4 separate regions of the Sus scrofa genome follow, and all the other regions are linked to region 1. Evidence: chromatin contacts called from public Hi-C and HiChIP or PLAC-seq data. All regions are on one chromosome and are shown on one strand. The core of a region is the stretch at or near the end of the contact, and the rest is flanking DNA. Distances in the headings are between cores, read along the strand shown. Region 1 overlaps FNDC3B (fibronectin type III domain-containing protein 3B). Region 2 has its middle 58 kb from the start of FNDC3B. Region 3 holds the start of FNDC3B (fibronectin type III domain-containing protein 3B). Region 4 overlaps FNDC3B (fibronectin type III domain-containing protein 3B).

Region 1 (2,983 bases), core at 142-2,641:
GAGCCACAATATCCTTCTACCAGATACCCACATATACCACATGATGAACTTCAATGTGAAAAATTCCTGAAGTTTATGACTCTTGATAAGATGACAACAACAGCAAAAACTAAAGTTTTCCTAATTCATAGTAACTTAAAAATTCTGTATGTCACAATTTAATTCAGAGGACATACCTAAATTTTGACATTTATTTTCAATATTAACTTTATAAATCAGTTTTTATATGAAATATTGCTACTTTTTGAGGGCAAGCCATTGGAGAATGAAAGACATATTCAGAAATTACCACATTCAAATCAGTAATACATTCCAAATTTAGGAGGAAAAAATATAATCAGAAAAATCATAAAGTTAATGAAAAGCTCTTAAAATGGTCAATTTTACCAGTTTGTGGAATTCTTAGGATGTTTCTCATATAGCTATTCCAAATGTATAGAACTCCCTTAAGTAATATGGTTTGCTGTTTATTGGTCTGTCACTATGGAAATTAGTAAGTTTTTAAAAAATCTGTCAAAAAAGCGTCAGTATGAGCACCAACAAAACATACCCCATTTGACACTAAAGCCATGAGATGTAACTGGTCCTTTAATGAGGGGTCTTGTAGGAGGTCCAGGCCTGTCAGGACTCGTTGTACATACCAAAACTTCACTTGGGCAGCTTTTCCCTTCCATATTAGAAGCAGTCAGCTACAACACAACCAAGGAAACAATATACTTTAGATACCAGGTATTAAACCAGTGGTATTAAACTTTCCACATGGAAGATCAGGGTATCCATAAACTCACACAGACAGACATTCTCTCTCAATCTCAAACCACTAATTTATAAGTGTTTCTTTAATGGGGTACTTATTTTCTATATAGTTTTGCTATTAACAACTAAAAACAAAATAAGGTAGGTATTAGCTAAAGACATTTTTTACCCTTTCAAGAGGACAAAACAAAACCAGTATGTCACCACCTGGTTCATAGTGTTTTGTGGAAGGGAAATATGGGGGAAAAGGCAGACAAAAATAACCTCGCTTATTTAAGCATAGGGCAACGCCACCTTGTGGACAAATGCTAGCAATGTATCTATGTTCTCATAGCCAGTATCAAATAACAAGGGTTTTCTAAAATATCCAAAAACTATCATTTTCCTCTAATAGTCACACATTCCACTCGATAATATAACAATTATTTATTGAGTGACTATTGCATATCAAATAACACCATTTGGCACAAAAGTTAAGAGAAGGAATGGTGGAATCAGAAGACAACCACATCTCTTCAAAATGCAGTGTTGCACTAGAAAATACAGTGCTGCGCTAGGATCACTAAACACTACAGCAGCACAGAAGGCAGCCTGCTGTTTCCTCTCTCTTAAAGATTGCAAAATTGTCTTGGGCAACAACACAAAGTCCCATGGTGACATTAATGGTGACTGTTGATGACAAAAGCAGAGCCCGAGGGGGGAGGAGGTGGGTAACAGCAAAGAAAAAGAGAAACAGGTGAGAAAAGAAAATGGGCATAAGAGCAAAGGAAAATGAAGAATAAAAGGGAAGTCTGATTAAAGTGAGAAATTCTGGAGAGAAAGGTATGAAGTGCAGGTGAGAGAGGTGTGCTGGGCACCTGGTTTGGGTCTTCATCCATGTTGTAGTGCACATTACAGCTGCACTTTGTTACAGCTTTTCTTTCTCAAAAGTGGATTTTAAAATTAAAGTATGGGAGTTCCCTGGTGGCACAGTGTGTTAAGGATCGGCATTGGTGTAGCTGTGGCGCAAGCTGCAACTGTGGTGCATGTTCGATCCCTGACCCAGACTTCCACATGTCTTGGGGTGAGGCCAATAAATAAATAAAACAGAATAAAAGTGTGATGTGTATTTTACACATATTATTATAAAAGTGTAAAGTGTAGCAAACTTGAGAAATTTTTAACTTGTAGAGTCGATTTAAAATGGCATGGGGTGAAACGTAAAACAGCTTCATTTTTAAGCAGTGCAGGTAACAAAATGACTGACTCACCCTGAATTTATACTGTGTGCTTCTTTTGAGATTTTTCACAGTACAGGTTAAGTCCTCTCCAGTGTATTTTGGGTGGAAAAGGTTATCCTGAAAAGGCAAAGCCAGAAAGAAACATCAGTACCATAAAGTCCAGGCCTTAAATACTTTGTATGTATAATTTTTATATTGCCTCCTTCTATCATCACCAGTGGGCCAGAAGTCTGATTCTTTAAAAGTGAAAATGTAACTCTATCACATTATAATTTATTCTGGATCTGGGCAACTTTATTGTGAGACTAACACTAATTTGAATGAGAACAATGCTCTCTCTTTGAGAGAATGTCAGTTTGCTTTGGAATAGGTACCACCATATGCTTTTCTCACAGAGTAAACTTTTTCTGGTTACTCAATAAGCATTTTAAACAAAGAATTTAACCACTAGATTGATGAAGCAGTATATACTTAAAAAATTATTTAACAATGTTGTCATGAAGGTCTTCCTGCACTGAGGTCCTCACTGTTGAGCTCCAACATGCTATGCAGGAGTTTCTGTCGTGGTTTGGTGAAAACAAATCTGACTAGTATTTGTGAGGAGGGTTCGATCCCTGGCCTGCTCAGTGGGTTAAGGATCTGGTGTTGCTGTGAGCTGTGGTGTAGGTCGCAGATGTGGCTCGGATCTGGCGTTGCTGTGGCTGTGGCGTAGGCCAGCAGCCACAGCTCGGATTAGACCCCTAACCTGGGAACCTCCATATGCCGTGGGTGCAGCCCTAAAAAGACAAAAAAAAAAAAAAAAAAATCTGAAGATTTCCAAGGTGTGGGGAAAACATATAAAGCAAGTGATAGAAGCTTAAAAAAAAAATGTTATGTAATAAACCATGGCTGGGCTTTCTGACACAGTGTCCCCTTTCCGGCCAAGGGCAAAACGACAGCTTGGATGGAGAAAACATAAGCCTTCAAAGGGATAAATATCCTACCAAAGCTGAATGTACAGAATTCAT
Region 2 (2,983 bases), core at 303-2,802, 340 kb after region 1:
GATTTTGGGGAGGTGAATTTGTAGCCTCTAGGAAAGTGGGGAATACAAGGAAGTATAGGGCCAAGGAGATAGAAATAATTGGCACCTATCTGTTACGTGAGGTGGTCTTGTTCCACCTTGGGGGTTGAGTTAAAAGATTCTCCATGGAGAGGGTGATATCTGCACTGTGAGGATCAGGGAAAGGAGATAGTAGAAGAACATTCTTTTAGAGGCATTTCATGGAAAACAGGAGCAATGGTGGCAGGAATAGCAGTGTTAGGCAAGAAGTTCTAGAAGAAACTGCCTTACTTAAGACCAAGCAGCACTAGTTATGTGGAGAGACTGATGGTGCTGATTTGTACAGCAAGGGGAGTTCATGTTTACCTCCATATCTCACACTGCACAGTTCCAGGAGGCACCCCTCACATGTAGTTCATGCAAATGGGGTTGTGTTCCAGGAGTGAGAGTCACATAGATACTACTCCAGCCATCCAGAAAGTGTTCTCCATTGCACAATTCCAGAATGACCCTCCAACCCCCCTGAAATAGTACAACAAGGAGTACTGTCTACTACAGAGATAAACATCTTGAGTTTTGGTGTTAGGATTCTTTTGGTTTCAAATAGAAACTCAACTCAAATAGCTTAAACAATAGAGGTGATGCATTGGCTAAGTCCTGTGCATTCCAGGGACGGAGCTGGCCTCTGTTTCTCTCTCTTGGTATTGCCTTCCTCCAGGTGTTAGTATCATTATCTCCTGTTTCTGGGTTTCCCTGTGCTTTATGTATGTGATGGGGACAGAAAGGGGTGTGTGTGCATTGTTTGTGTGGTGATATTTTTTTGGCAACCCCTTCCCCTTCTCAGAACCACATGAAAAAGTAGAGAAAAGCAGTTCAGTCCAGAGAAGGGATTATTGTTATCTTCCAAATCATGGAGGATGTGAAGACTATAAATAAAATGTCCACAAGCAGACTTGAATAGGGTTGCTGGTAGGTCATCCATTATCACTTCTGTTAAGCTGTGTGTTAAAAATTACTTCCTTAAGACATTTTTTTCTTCCTTGTTGAAGTAATTCCATTATATTTTTAAAGAAACCCAACATGAAATGTTCTGCTTAAAAAAAACTTCTTTCAAGGTCAATTTACAGCCTTAATTAATATTGATTGGTGAGTGATTATGCAATAATCCTAGAAATGAATATTACTGGATTAGGTTATAATGAGTATTTCATAGACAAAGTCAATACATGAAGTATGTTTTCAGTCTTTGTCATCTGGTTCTAGTCTTTGTTTGGCAACAGGATTTTATACGTGGCTCTGCTAGTGCAGCCAAAAACCTTGCATACTTCACAACTTGCCACTCTTCAAAGATTTAGTTAGAGACTGAAGCTTATAGCACATGCTGCTGGATTAAGCATCTAAAGTGAGAGTCTCATGGGCCTAAAATATCTCTTGTACCCACACATTTCCTGGTAGGCCAAACTTCACAAAATAAACATAGATGACCTCTCATCTATCCAGTCTTCCGGAAAGTTTAGAAATGATGCAACCTTTTGGCAATATGACATGACACATTGCTTTACTTGTGCAGAGCATGAACTTCCTTCATTCTGCACAACCCCAGACAAACAAGCATTTACATTAGCACAGCCCCAGATTCTGAAACAAAATCTCATCGACTTTAACAAAACGAGACATTAAATAAATGGTCTTGCTTGGGGAAGAATGAGTCAACATGTGACAACAGGGGAAGTCTTGTGGTTGCTTCATAGTGACATCCAAGACATTTGAGAAAGTAGAAGCTGGTTTTTCTGTCAATACCTTGGTTTCCTTTCCTTTCTTGTCCCCCCACTCCCGCAGGAATAACAATGTCTGGAATCAATATAGGGCTCTTCTTCTGAGAGGCTGAGTATTTTCCCACACGTGGAGCAGGCTGGCTTGTCTCTCCCTTTGTGGGAGAGTGTGAGTTCCTACTTCTCTGCCTGCCTCACTTGTCTCTCTACAGTTAGCCTAGCTCTCAATTCAATTTCCCTTTCTGGGGTGGCTTATTCTGGTTTCTTTTATTCAATAAATACAAACAAATCTTTGAATCTTAATTAGTGTGCTATGTGCCTCTTTCAACCTCTTGTGCTGATTCTGTGTACTTTATGCCATCTCCAAGATGGAAAAGATGTACCCTATTTTTTCCCAGGGGGGTTCATTTTGTTTTGTTTGGAAAGAGTTTCTTTCCCCTGAAATTGCCTGATTCCTCTGTTTTCTATACTCCCAAGAGATAACCCATGCTTAGAAGTGTCACGGTGTCACTCGTGGTACATAACTAGGCACAACCTGATTAAAGAATTCTGAACAAAGAAGTGATTTCAAACTATTTTACTTACAAAGTACCTCACACTCAGTTCCCAACCTCTGTCTCTAGCCTGTTACTCCTTATAGTATATCCCTTATGACAGTACTTCTCAAACTTTACGAAGTGAAGAACACACTGTTTTCATTTCCCATCTGCTGGATCCTGTGGTGCAGGACTAGTGTGTAGCTTGGGCGACAGGCCACCTGCCACAGGAGCTTGACCACTTTTGGTTTATATCCTGTCCAAAGGCTGGAGGCCACCAACCATGTCATGTCAGCTTGCTAACTTTTCTACAGTGTACTCTCAGTTTCTTTTCTTATCTTGTCACAGATCTTAACAAACAATTCACTGCCCACTGACGACACTTGGAGTAGCACAGCCATTGTACCAGATTCTTACCATTTTTTAGAACAAAGCTTGATTGGTATTGCTTTTTAACTTTGACCCTAGGTATTCCCTCAGGTGGAGTGCCCTGGTTCCCCTTGCCTTGCCTGGCTTATCCCTATTTGTCTTTGAGGGCCCACTTAAAAAAAATTTTTTTAATTGAGAAATAATTTTTTTAACTCACCATTTTAATGTGTAAAATTCAGTGGTTTTTAGTACATCCACAATGTTGTGCAACTGTCACCACTACCTATTCCAGAACATTCCTGTCATTGA
Region 3 (2,983 bases), core at 170-2,669, 290 kb after region 1:
CCCAACCGCGCACTCCTGGAAGCCTCCCGCCAACGGCGCCGCCAGGCAGCCCAGCCCCGTCTCCAGGGACACTGGGCCCGGGTGCTCCGGATCCCACCGGGCGCCCAGACCGGACCTTTGGGAAACTTCGCGGGCATAGCCGGAGGCCCCACTTTCGCCCAGAATGACAGGCCCTTCCCACGCCGGCAGGCCCCCGCCGCGCCGAGAGCACCAGACGGTCCGCGCACCCCTCCCGGCCGCCTCGGGGCGCGGATTCCTCCCGCCCGCCCCACCCCCGGCCCGGGCGCCCCTTGGGGTGACCCACTGACCGGAGCTACGCTGGCCCACACACCGGGTCGCCCGCTCCTTCCCGCCGTGCCCCACTCCCCCGCCCGAGCTTCCAGCCTCTAGGCTCGCCGAGTCCAGCCGCGGCCGCCGGTTACCGCCCCCAGCCCGGGGGGAGCCCGGGGGGCAGGACGGGGAGGGAGGACGTGGCGCGCACTGAGGTGGCCAGCGGCTAGGCGGGGAGTGTCCCGGGGAGGCCTGGCCTGGGCGGGGGGCCGGTGCGGGCTCGGGACCCTCCCTGTGTGCATCCAAGGGTCGGAGGTCCTGGCCCGCCCCGCCTGGCGCAGAGAGGCGGCCCCAACTTCTAGCCCCTCTTTGCACGCCCGCCCTCCTCCCTTTACCATATGGAAATCTACAGCCTCAGAAAGTGACACGTCGAAGATTCCTCGGCCTCTCCGCCCGCCCTCCCCCTCCTGGGCAGCGTTCCTGCCGCGGAGATTCCGGGAGGGGGAGCGGATTCCTCGGACAAAATCTGCTGGGAAGGCTGGGGAGGGCGAGGGGGGGAGGGAAAGCCCGGGAGCCACTGCCCAGATATTTTTTCCCCGATCAAGAAGAATCTACCCGTTTCTTTCCTTCCTCCAAGCCTTCACCAGCTGGGGGGACGAGCGGGGACCCGGAGCCCAGTAAGACGCGGCCCCAAAGGGGAGGCCGACCCCCTCCTGGGCCCCGTGTTCCCGGGGTGCCCAGAGGAGCGCGGGGCGCTCAGGCACTCTGGCGCCAAGTTTTCTCGGGAAGTCTGGCGCGCCCGGAGCGCTCCGGGACAGGCAAGCACTTTGGCGGACTCAGCGTCCGGCTGGGGCTTTCCAGCGCGCTGGGACCCCAGCGGCTGAGACGCGGGGTCCGGATCCCCTCCAGTCTCCTGCTCCTGCACGCCTTACCTTCCCTCGGGCTGAAACGCGGGGCTCCGGGCGCGCCACACACCGGGTCTACCACGCCTTCCCAGCCGCCAGCCCCGAGGATCCCTGCCGCCCCTTTGCTGCTCCCGCCGCCGCCGCCGCCACCGCTCTCCTCCGCCTCCGGCCGCAGCCGCCGCTCAAATAACTACCAGGAGGGTTAGATGGGGGATTCCGCCATGTCAATGATGTCGGGACCACATGGGGATTTGAGGCCCGCCCACTGCCGTAATCTGCCGAGTATAACCGCCGTTTTAAGTAAAGATTCGCAGGAACTATGGGATCCTCCTTCCCCACTAGGCCTGCATAACTATCCTAAAACTCTTTTTGGTTCAGCCAGAATAACGTAAAGGCTTAGGGAACGAGCAACTCCTGAAAGGCGAAGACTTCATGTTCTGCAAATGATTGCAACATCAATATAAATGCAGTGTCTGCTAAGTAATAATCAGAGTTGAGACTGACATTTTTTCATGTATTAACTTTTTTAAAAATCCCCACAACCTTGTGAGCTATTTTGTCACCTCCCTTCTCTGTTTCCCATAGAACTTTGTTCATATGGTTTATACAGCGTGAACAGATTATATCAAAGTTCAGTACCCAATATGCGCTCACAAGAGCAGAGACTCTTTATTCATATCTGTATTTCTGTATCAAACATAGAACAACGCGAAGGCCACAACAGCTTTCATTAAGTAATTGCTAAGTTTATATTAAGTCAAATGTCATGTCTCAGAAATTCCTGCCCTGGCTCAGTGGAAACTAATCTGGTTAGCATCTATGAGAAGGCAGGTTCCATCCCTGGCCTCGCTTAGTGGGTTAAGGATCTGGCAACGCGGTGAACATGATGTAAGTTGCCGACATGGCTCAGATCTGGCGTTGCCGTCGCAGAGGCGGGCAGCTACAGCTTCGATTCACCCCTAGCCTGGGAACCTCCATAGGCTGCAGGTGCGGCCCGAAGAAAGAAAAAAGAACAAAAAAAGTCATGTATCCTGTCGTACAGACTCAAAATGGTTATCAGACTGCATCCCATCCCACCTTTCAAATTATCCAGGGAAACAAGTAGAAGTTATCCCAGAGAGGCCACCTTCCTTTTTAGCTTCCCAGGTATTCGAAATAATCACATTTAGCCTCAATTGTTAGCCTACAAAGCAGAAGTAGGTAGTAACCAGGAGGCAACCTATTACTCTCATTGACCTAAAAAATATATAACAACCATTTATCAAATAAAGTTATTGTACAAAGTACTGCATTAAAGCCAGAAGAATATAAAAGAATACTGAGAAATAGCTCCTTTCCCTGTGGAATTTGCAATTCTTTTTTGGAGATGAGGGGGATAATGGCAAATCCAGACAAGTGGGGTCCTCCCTGGCTTATAAATCCTAACCAGCTTCTTTCCCCAAATATTCGCAAAGGGTGTCTTGAAGCCATCTTTCTAGAACATGGTTCCAATCCTAGGTCATAGTTCTGCATTGGAAGAGTTGTGGGGAAGCAGAGGTTCTCCAGCTCCTGCCTCAGTGTCTCACTTGTTCCTGAGCCCTGGCCTCCAATCCAGCTGAATTCATATATTTTAATCACCTCTGCCCCTCTGTCTGAAGCATACTTTTTCCTCTAGCCTCTCTGAAGATCATTTCCTCATCTTTGATCACTCCCTCCCTTCCTGTAGCCTCACAGCTCTTTTCCCCACAATCTCAAAATTCTTTTCAGTTCTCACATTGCTCTAAAGTTAGTATGTATCTCTTCCACTTGACTGGATCTCGTTCATTTTT
Region 4 (2,983 bases), core at 140-2,639, 270 kb after region 1:
GCTTCAGGAAATAAGTAATGGAAATAAAAATGAAAGGAGGATGAATGAATGAATGAACAGTTAGGCAAAGTCAGAAAATACCTTAAAATACTATATATAAAATCAGCTCTGCTAAAATTGCGAAATATCAATTATAATGCTTGAAGAATCATCAAATGGTGATAAAGAGAAAAATTCCACTTTCAGGAAGAAAAGTAGATGATTGGGAATTAATAGACAGGTAACAGGGATGGACAAATGGATGGTATTAAGTAGGCAACTTGCCAACTCCAGGAAAGAAAAAGAACAAATTTATAAACAGCCTGCAAGGGAGGATGGGGAAGGGAGAGAGCAGAAGGTGAACTCTTCCTGGTCATGCCAACAGGGCACCAGCTTCAGGACACCTCCTTTATTGCATGCATAAGAAACTGTTAAGGAGTTTCCGTCGTGGCTCAGTGGTTAAAGAATCTAGCTCCATGAGGACACAGGTTTGACCCCTGACCTTGCTTAGTGGGTTAAGGATCTGACGTTGCCATGAGCTGTGGTGTAGGTTAAAGATTTGGCCTGGATCCTGCATTGCTGTGGTTGTGGTGTAGGCCAGCAGCTACAGCTCCACTATGACCCCTAGCCTTGGAACCTCCATATGCTGCAGGTGTGGCCCTAAAAAGCAAAAAAAAAAAAAAAGGAAAGAAACTGTTAAAAAGGAAGTAAAACTGCATAGACTTAATCTCACTACCAGCCTGACGACCTCAGGCAACCACTTTTCTTAGTACCTCTAGACAGGCAGCCATTCTGACAAGTAAAATAAATTATGGTTTTTGCTAAGTGTCCCCCAGTAACCTGATTCATGCATCATGTGTAAGTTTGTGGATCCAAATGTTTAATTCTGGAGGGGAAAAAAAAAAAAAAGATCAGAGACCTCTTTGGTTTCTTGCTCCGACTTAGCTAAGATTGTGTAACTTGTACAAACATAACCATTTCCTGCCCACTGAACAAAGCAATTAATGGACTGGGCATAGTTTCTGGGATGATTTAAGGGAAGAAATCAACCTGGCCATGTCTCACTGCAGTTCATTTTAAAAAAACAAGAGACGGGAAAATATAGATTATCATTATTTTGTTGAATAGCGATCATTCTTTACATAACTTTCCAAAACTTTCATCCCACAAACTAGCTATAACTGACACACTGGAAAAGAATTTGCCTCAAAATGACACTAAGACAATACTTCTACCATCCACAACTTCAATTCATTACTAAAAAGGTGTAGACTGTCGTTTGGAAGAAAAAATTAAAACTGATAAAGCTTTATGAAGTTAGAGGCTTCCAGCATTTATATAAGATGGGCTCTACAGAAGAAGAAGTATTAAAAAAGAAGGAAGGGAAAGAGGAAGAAAAGCAGCCTTGGCTCCCAATGACTTCCCAGGGCTGGTTCCAAGACCTCACGAGGTCCAGGGACTGCCCTCATTTCCAATGACTCCAAACTTTTTTTCTTTGCTTAAGCTACTTTAAGTGTTTCTGTTACTTGCAAGACAAACAGTTCTTCACTATTACTGAACACCAAAAATCTTTGGATCTTCACATATTTTCAGGTATCTCAGTTACTTTAAGCTGAAAATGATGCCACATTTCTTCCAAGAATTGGAACAGTATTTTAAAATGAAAATCCAACAGCTTTTTTTCATGGTTCAAACACACTGGTATCTCAGTGTCAAAAAAACACTATGTTTTGCTCAGTCATTAAGTCATTTATTCAATAAACACTGAGCACTTATTGTTTGCCACTGTATAAAGGGAAAAGGAAATACCACATTTAAATCAACTGTGCTTCAATTGGAGAAGAGAGAGAAGAGGAGAGACAAGGTCCCTGCCCTGGTGGAATTTCTATAATAGTGGAGAGATGAAGAGGAATTATAAGTCTCCCTGTTCCACTTGCTGCTATATCTTTACAGTTAGACACCAACCAATACTGGTTCTGACTGAACGGAAGGCTCCCAAGCTCCAAGTATTGGTTTATGCAACTCCTACAATTTTCTACTTCTAAAGGAGAAATGGAAAGCGTGGAGTGGGCCACCAGGCTTTGCTCTCACTGAAGTGAATAATCAGCCTCATCACCTGGGGGACACCTAGGAAAACCTGAGTGTGGAGCCAGCACATAAATATACCTTATCCTCTGCCTGTCCTTCACCACCAATTCTCATCTGAAGGCACCTACAACTGTGAACATCCCACCCCCTGCCCCAGGGGAAGGGGACTGACCGACATCTAAAAGAATAATCTATCATTTCAAAAGAAATCTACCATCTTCCATTACTTCTACTGATTCAGAGGTTCATGACAAGATTGAGTCATAAGAATCCTGAGAGAACATTAGAAAATTAAATGTCAGCTGGTTCAAGGAGAGGGTTCACTGTTCACTATGAGAGTCCTCTCCTCATGATGGGAGAGCATTCTGCAAAAAAACAAGTATTTAATAAACACCAGTCAGTTGAGGTCCAAGCCCTCTCAAGCTAATAGGAACTGACCACCTGGCTAAATCTTACTGTTCTCACAAATCCAAATGATGTATTCCTCAAAGCTGAAGGCTAGAAGATTTAGGTCAAAAGATGCCGAACTAGTTTGAAACATTTCAAAATGAAGACTCACTAGCCATATCATTCAAAGGAACAATACTACAAATAAGTGATATATGCTCTCTATTTGCCTAAAAGTTTTAATTCACTGGACTATAGATAAACATCCTTATACGCAATCATCCGGTCAATATCCTGGAAAAAATATCATTATGCTAAAGGTTAAGCAAGTTTATACAGGCTATCAGGTGTAACGTTTTCAATGATTATTTTTCCATGGCAAAACATGAATTGCGTTACTGACTTAGAAAAATAAATAAGAACGCCTCAATTGTATCTTTGCCCTGATTTCTTGCCAAATTTAAACACACCAGATATATGTCAAATAGGTTAGCCAGTCTATAACACATTCCAGCCAGTAAGTTAATAA

The links. A called contact is a pair of places that touch in the nucleus more often than the background predicts. HiChIP or PLAC-seq counts read pairs in DNA pulled down with a chosen protein or histone mark.
Region 2: a contact with region 1 is called in a Hi-C map of liver, with 2.0 times the contacts expected there. The contact joins two enhancer-like sites. A contact is called at or near these places in 3 of 47 Hi-C or Micro-C datasets (embryonic fibroblasts, liver and skeletal muscle) and 1 of 2 datasets of contacts at active chromatin or transcription factors (alveolar macrophages).
Region 3: an H3K27ac HiChIP or PLAC-seq map of alveolar macrophages shows a contact between it and region 1. The contact joins the promoter of FNDC3B here to the enhancer-like site in region 1. A contact is called at or near these places in 2 of 5 promoter capture datasets (fetal liver and liver), 9 of 47 Hi-C or Micro-C datasets (embryonic fibroblasts, fetal heart ventricle, fetal skeletal muscle and 3 more) and 2 of 2 datasets of contacts at active chromatin or transcription factors (alveolar macrophages and skeletal muscle).
Region 4: a contact with region 1 is called in an H3K27ac HiChIP or PLAC-seq map of alveolar macrophages. The contact joins two enhancer-like sites. A contact is called at or near these places in 6 of 47 Hi-C or Micro-C datasets (embryonic fibroblasts, fetal heart ventricle, fetal skeletal muscle and 1 more) and 2 of 2 datasets of contacts at active chromatin or transcription factors (alveolar macrophages and skeletal muscle).

Annotation. Positions count from the first base shown.
Region 1 is chr13:110,871,284-110,874,266 of Sscrofa11.1, reverse strand. FNDC3B (fibronectin type III domain-containing protein 3B) reads right to left here. Exons shown (of 26, transcript XM_021069801.1): 14 at 2,007-2,093; 15 at 551-689. Among named protein-coding and RNA genes, the nearest start is that of GHSR, 120 kb to the left of the region's middle. Within about 2 kb of position 1,391, at least 2 of the 83 cell types and tissues checked have an H3K27ac peak or open chromatin away from gene starts, as enhancers often do. A contact at or near this core is called in alveolar macrophages and liver, where this site is marked.
Region 2 is chr13:110,528,145-110,531,127 of Sscrofa11.1, reverse strand. No RefSeq gene overlaps it. Among named protein-coding and RNA genes, the nearest start is that of FNDC3B, 58 kb to the left of the region's middle. Within about 2 kb of position 1,552, at least 21 of the 83 cell types and tissues checked have an H3K27ac peak or open chromatin away from gene starts, as enhancers often do. A contact at or near this core is called in alveolar macrophages and liver, where this site is marked.
Region 3 is chr13:110,585,900-110,588,882 of Sscrofa11.1, reverse strand. FNDC3B (fibronectin type III domain-containing protein 3B) reads right to left here and starts at 1,419. Exons shown (of 26, transcript XM_021069801.1): 1 at 1,203-1,419.
Region 4 is chr13:110,605,152-110,608,134 of Sscrofa11.1, reverse strand. All of the region lies in intron 1 of FNDC3B (fibronectin type III domain-containing protein 3B), which reads right to left. Among named protein-coding and RNA genes, the nearest start is that of FNDC3B, 19 kb to the right of the region's middle. Within about 2 kb of position 1,389, at least 14 of the 83 cell types and tissues checked have an H3K27ac peak or open chromatin away from gene starts, as enhancers often do. A contact at or near this core is called in alveolar macrophages, where this site is marked.